Linked DNA regions of Mus musculus: region 1 is linked to region 2. The links are chromatin contacts, called in public Hi-C maps. All regions are on one chromosome and are shown on one strand. Each heading gives the region's core, a stretch centred on a gene start, on an enhancer-like site or on the middle of the called end of the contact. The rest is flanking DNA. Distances are from core to core; before and after follow the strand shown.

Region 1 (3,346 bases), core at 411-2,910, 77 kb after region 2:
TCTTACGTTCCTTCCAACCTCATGAAGTTCTGTGCTATTCTCCTTTTCCTGGCTTGAAGTCTAAAATGCTAAGCAAACACCACCTCTCCTGCTCCCCTTACGCATCAGCTACTGTAATCACTTGAGCCCTGCAGCAAAGGTTAAGCCTTGTGGTCTCTGTTTCCAAGTTTGTAAAGACAATCCAATGTGGTATGGCCATGAATGTGCCAAATGATTTACCCAAATAGCCAGGAGAGAGAAAAGTGGAACTCTTAGGAGCTAGGACTGAACAGGGACTCAGACAGCAGCCACTTCAAAGGCCAGATGTCAGCCCCCAGGGATCACACACACTAAGCTCTTGGTTTATAACCTGCGAGCCAGGTCTCAGTTCAGACATCCATTTCCTCACACATCTGAGAAAGCCCTCCAGTAGCTAAGGGATCCCTACTAGACGTTCCATCCTCCTTATGTGACAAGGAGCAAAGCTTGACAAGGAGCAGGAAGGATGGATGAATGAGAGGGAATTAGTGGGCACGTGAGCCCTTGTGGTAGGATCAGTCTTCTGGAGTGACGACTCACAAAGAGGAGGAGGAGTAAGGCCGGGCATGATAGTGCAGGCCTAGAACTTATGCCCACCCCTCCCTACTCCCCTGCCCCCCCCCCCAAAAAAAAACCTCCCAAAGTATCCTCTGCCAGTCAGCGTTCAGTGAGGTGATGGTTAACCAGGGTCACTAAGAGTGAACACCCAGGGCAGGACCCTAGGAGGGAGGACCACAGTCAGCATTAATTAGGGAGTCCCTGGTCACTGCGGCTGGGCTTCTAACAGGCCAGGCGTAATAAGTGCTTCACGGCCTGCAGCTCAACAAATCTGTCCAACATCCCGAGTACGTGGCCAGTGAGAAAGCTGACAGTGGAATCAAGGATCAGGGAAACACAGCCCACGAAGTGAGGTACCTGAGATGAACTTCACACTTCCCTGACTCTATCTGCAGTGTGTGGATTGTTACGCAAGAAGCTCTCTAATGCCAAAATGTGGAGAAACGGCCGTACTCCACACCCAGTGCAAGGCTAATCATCTTTTACAGTATTTCTCTTAATCTTTACCTCAACGCAGGAAAGAAGTACCATAAACCTACTTTAAGATAAGGAAACAGAAGGCCAAGTAGCTATGGGTAGCTACCACGTTAAGCTAGAGGCAAGGCTAGGCTTTGAATCCAGGTCTGTCACAAAAGGACACCAAAAATCTCGAGTGAGCTTACCGGGTGGTGCCCAGCAGCTGTCAAGTGGATTTCCTCTCTGAGCCCAGCAGGAGGGAGCTGGAGGCTGGCCTGACCAGCCATCCAGCTACTAAAACCCATGCCATCTGAGTGCCGGCCAGCCGCCCTCCGCCTAGAACAAGAATAGCCCCGAGAAACTCTCAAGCCCGGATCTCAAGTTGGGTCATTTTTGGATGTTAGAACAAAACATTAAAAAGAAAGGTTTTCTTGGAAGTCTGTCTTTCAAGCTGGAGAGTGAAATCTGGCTGTTTGTACAGGACAGTCTGTCCAATGGCTACCTCTACATCACGGCTTCCCAGCTACCTCCAGGAGCCTGTCCAATTTCCTCAGATGGAGAGTCAGTTCTTGGGTTGGAAAGCACAGTCAGACAGACAAACAGACAGACAGACAGGTCAGCAGCTGGCCCTGGGTCAAAGTTTTCCCTTCTGGGGTCAGCTCAGGGCTGATGAGAAGAGCTGGCGCGTGAGTAAGCCCCTGTGCCCATGCAAGTCAGAACAAAAAGCCACAGAGTAAACCTCAAAAATATCAAACCAACGAATGGATGTTGACTATGAGCAACACAAAAATACGATTCTTAGCTCAACCGAGTGTTTACAAACCTCAGGGCTAAACCCTGAGACACTGCCATGAGCACACTCCTGCTCCAATAGACAAAAAAGGGACAAAGTGCAGTCAGATTAAATAATTCCCTATTGTCACCAGAGAGTGATAATACCACTTTTTTTTTTCTTTTCTTTTTTTTCTTTTTTTGGTTTTTCGAGACAGGGTTTCTCTGGGTAGCCCTGGCTGTCCTGGAACTCACTCTGTAGATCAAGCTGGCCTCGAACTCAGAAATCCGCCTGCCTCTGCCTCCCACTTTTTAATAGGCAAAAATCCAGACCCTGTTACTTTTAAGCAGATCTAGATGATGTTTCTAGACCCACTTTCCTTCTCCATAAGGCAGAGCAAGAGCGCCCAGCTCAGAGCTGTGATGACAAACAAGGGTTAAAAGGCCTATATCCAGCTTAGTTAGCAAAGCCAGTGGTCATAGCACAAGCCTCTAGCCCCAGCTCTAGCACTCAGGAGACATATGTGAGGAGATCTGAGGTAGAAGCCATGCTACTCTACATATCAAGTTCAAGGCCAGCCAGGGCTATATAGACCATCTCAAAAAAAAGGGGGCTTAACAAAATGTCCCATTTAAAATAGGGACTCAATATCCACTGTTGTCATTTTTACAGTGAATTAAATAATACAGTTCAAATTATCTTTGAAAAGCTTTATCGGTTAATTGAAATTGTGCCACAAAGTGGACTGAAACCTCAACTGCTGGCTCAGAATTTCTTCATTAGAGCCTCCTCCCCACTACGGTGATCAGTGTCTTGGAGGCAAAAAGAGCCACAGACAAGAATTCAGAATTAAGCATGAGCTTCGATAACTGACCACCTCTGCTCCAAAACACCAGGAACAAACTGCATCACCCAGCAGGCATGCGCATGTGATGGGCAAGGGCATCACCAGAGCATCCGTCCCATAAACAACAGCTGCCAAAGAATCTGACTGCTCAGATGCAGCGAGCGCTTGAGATCTCAACATCACAACATCACACGCTCTGGCTCTGGGATCTTAGGGAGGACTGTCCAAGAAGCTGACAGACACAGCATACCATGACCCAACTTGCTCACACATAGTCTTCAAGAAATGGCCTCAGCCTCACTTGAGCCAGGGAGAATGACACTTGCAGATACCCAAGGCTCTTTGTCCTCAGGACTCTTGGAACCAAGTCCTACATCAAAGACCTAAGTGGGCATGGCTACTTTAAAGGTATCATCTTAGGAAGCAATATATAAATCTACCTATTTTATTCCAACCCCCACTAACTTCCTTAGAATCCAAACCACAAGAAAGTCATTCTTATTATTTTGCAAATTTAAAAACAAACAAACAAACAAACAAACAAACAAACAAACATCTTTTGCCTCCAGATGTTACTTTCCAAATCTGTTCTTTGTTCACTAGCCACACTTTGGAATTCCTTTGGTTTAATTTTAAAATGTAAATCTAACAAAAAAAAAAAAAAAAAAGGGAGGGGGCGAGGGCACAGCAAATAA
Region 2 (3,204 bases), core at 150-2,649:
GATGGCGCACGCCTTTAATCCCAGCACTCAGGAGGCAGACGCAGGCGGATTTCTGAGTTCAAGGCCAGCCTGGTCTACAAAGTGAGTTCCAGGACAGCCAGGGCCATACAGAGAAACCCTGTCTCGAAAAAAACAAAAAAAAAACAAACAAAAAAAGAAATTGTAAGAATTAAATGCAGCTGAACAGGGTGACCTGGGACCTTAGTTATTTCCTGAGGGAGAAACTGATGCTCAAAAACAAGAAGCAACTTGTTCATATTCAGAGGCAGGAGAGAGATGCAAATCCTCTCCTCCGCCCTTAGGTGTGGGACTCTGTAAGTCACATAGTTCCGAGCGACAACCCATGCTTTCCAGTATCCCTGTGAAGGAAAAACGAGACCAAGAATGATAGCCAGCACTTAATGGTATTTCGCTCCGGCTACTCTCAAGTCTGAGAGACAGTGTTCTTGATCTGCAGTTCGAGTCCCACACACCCGTCAGATTCCAAAGTCCACTGGGCCCGAAAGCCTGGGAATCCCCCGATCACTGGGGGTAAGCTCCAGGAAACTAATGACTCAGAGTGCTTCGCTGTGTCCCTCGGCGTCTTCCACCCGCCTTACCCACACACATGCGCCCGATGATTCGGCAGCCGGCGATGGATGCGTGCACCACGGGAATGGCATCGGAGAGCTCACCCTCGAACACACTGTAGAAACACGGATTCGCTGCTTACTGGGGTGGGTCGCTCTTTTCAGACCTCTCGCTCTCCGCCTCCCTTCCCTTCCCGCCCCGGCGGCTCGGGACCAGAAGCTCTCGCCTCACCTATAGAAGTTCTCTGAGCCTCCGATGGCCACCAGGCAGTAGGCGTTTGTGAGTTTGGCAAAACAACCGACCTCACAGTTGTTCTCGAACGACGCTCTGACCGCCATGAGAGAGGCTGGGGGGCAGCACGACTGCGGGTTCTGGGCCGACAGATCCACTCCGGAGCCGGGTCAACCAGCCTCGCCTCCTCAAACCCCGCCCTCTCGGGCCCCTCAGATGCCCGGGCGTGCGGACGGATCCCTCCTGGCTCTCCTGCCCCAAGTCCTCTCGCCCTGCGACCCGGAACTGACTTTTGCCGCCCAGAGTCCCAACAGCTCACCAAGCGACTCCAATGTCTACACGCTGCAACAACTTCTCCCGTAACTAGCTTTCCGTTTCCGCCTCCTCCCAGGCCCGCTTCCGGGAGCGCGCAGGAGCCGGGCGGAGCTGCTGGTCACTCTAGCCCCACCCTTTGGGAGGACTCGATGGTTACTAGGTGACTCCGCCCGACCCCGCCTCCTGCACGTTTTCTTGCTTTAGGTTTTTGGCTTCACCTCCTAGTGGGTCTTTTTAGAAGGAATAATCAATCAAACCTGAGGCTGGGCAAATGAAAAGATGAGGAAATGAGGAACCGGTGTTGTCTGGTTGGAGCTGGATTGATTGGAGGGCTTTATTTACCGAGTAAGGACGGGAAAAGGGCGGATTTGAGAAAGAGGATAATCACACCCCGGCCACGCGGACGGAAGTGGGAATCTGGACCAGTGGCAAGGGTCAAGGGTTGAAGATTGAAATTTGGCATAGAGATCAACCAAGAGACCAGGATAAAGTGGTTGGAGGAGGCATAAGAACCATAGGCTGAAGAAGACAATGGAGACGGGGAAATGTGTTACGGAGAGATTGGAGGAGAAAGGGTTCTAGGGTAAGCAAAGATCTGAGAGCTGACTTGCTTCCTTGATGTGTTTATCACGCAGTTTATCACCCCATCAGCAGCCCTGGGGATAGTGGTATGGCCCATTTTCATAGAATAAACTTGTCTCAACTAGTGTAGAATATACAAAAGTCCCCAGGGTGTCTCAGAATGCCACAGTGGAAGGTAAAAGGAGCAGAGAATCACTTACCGCAGACTGTCTTATGCCATTCATTCTTCTCCAAGAAGATCTGATCTGAAAGGGGCATAAATGGCGCGGCGCCCTTTCCCCAGCCCCATCATACAGTCCCATAACCGAGAACACATCAGATTGCTACGGGGTCTAGCCACAATTGCCTTTATTGATTAGTACCATGCACAGTCTCCTGCAGGTGCTAAGTTCAGGAGAAAGACCCATGACCAGCTGCAGCCCGAGCTTCCAGAGACATTCAGCAAGGTGGTCTGTGTGTTTGTGTCTAAGTGTTCAACTACGTGCTCTGCTTATCTCCCCCAGCTCACCCCAGATCCGCTCATTGAGCCCCACACCACTCTCTGGCTTACTCTACCAAGAACTCTTAACTCTCCTCCACCTGGCTCTCCCCCTGTCCTTCAAGACCAGCCTCCAAGTCAGCCTCTCTCTGATAAGCTTTGTCGATCGCTCTACTATCTCCATGACCCTCTGTCCCTAATACAGTTTTCATCTAATACATCTGTCTTGTTCTCTGAGGTTTGTGCTTTTAAGCTTCAGCCCTCAGAATCTGCATCTAAGTAGCCTTTCGGCTCTAGGGAATGTTCAGGGTGAGGTTGTGAGCACAGCTTGGTGCAGAGTTAGGATGAAGAGTCATATGTGTATTTATAGTTTCTGAGTCTCAGGGGGGCTCTGCAGTGTGTACTAGAAGCTTGAATTTTCTGTGGCCATTCATTTAGGCAGACCATATTGATTATGTACCTGCAACAGAAGTTTTATTTTTGAGTTAATCAGAGAGCTCTGTATACTCGCTCTATGCATCTATGGGTGTACCTAGTCATTGTTCTCTGTGTACTGTACGGGCATCTGAAACATCCTTGTAGTGTCCATGTTTTATGTACATAGAAACACAGGAACTGCAGATTCTATGTGTTGTGTCTGGGCAAACAAAATTCAGATTTAGAGCCAGAGGACAATGGACTGGCAGAATTCCCTAACCTGTCACTTGATTGGATCTTCCTCCAAATTAACCATCCAAGCTCTGGACTTCAGTGCCCATTCTTATAAAATGGGAAGAATATCAATCGTCTGTTCTCTTTGGCCTCTGTGACAGAAGCAAGATGTCAAAAATGAGCATCATCCTTTGGAAGGCATCACAATAAGGCACAAACCTCGGCGCTGCCTCTGTGGCTCTAAGGCGACCACCTTCAGAAGTTGACCTGTGGAGAATGTGGCTGTCCTACCAAGTGTAAGAGGAAGTATAACGGGAGCGCCAAGGCCAAGAGACCAAACACTACTGGGGACTGGGCGGTCAGGAACATAAATTTGT

The links. Hi-C and Micro-C count contacts between places; a contact is called where the count stands out from the background.
Region 1: a contact with region 2 is called in a Hi-C map of liver, with 2.0 times the contacts expected there. The contact joins the enhancer-like site here to the promoter of Eif6 in region 2. A contact is called at or near these places in 10 of 39 promoter capture datasets (the 3T3-L1 cell line, 3T3-L1-derived adipocytes, the C10 cell line and 6 more), 1 of 484 Hi-C or Micro-C datasets (liver), 7 of 115 datasets of contacts at active chromatin or transcription factors (the 230-238 cell line, the SCID.adh cell line, bone marrow-derived macrophages and 2 more) and 3 of 9 other capture datasets (adipose tissue, liver and pancreatic islet).

What each region holds. Positions count from the first base shown.
Region 1 is chr2:155,902,166-155,905,511 of GRCm38.p6, forward strand. The region is part of intron 5 of Uqcc1 (ubiquinol-cytochrome c reductase complex assembly factor 1); the gene reads right to left. Among named protein-coding and RNA genes, the nearest start is that of Uqcc1, 26 kb to the right of the region's middle. Within about 2 kb of position 1,661, at least 26 of the 459 cell types and tissues checked have an H3K27ac peak or open chromatin away from gene starts, as enhancers often do. A contact at or near this core is called in adipose tissue, liver and pancreatic islet, where this site is marked.
Region 2 is chr2:155,825,526-155,828,729 of GRCm38.p6, forward strand. Eif6 (eukaryotic translation initiation factor 6) reads right to left here and starts at 1,400. Exons shown (of 6, transcript NM_010579.2): 1 at 802-1,400; 2 at 600-685. The coding sequence starts at 908.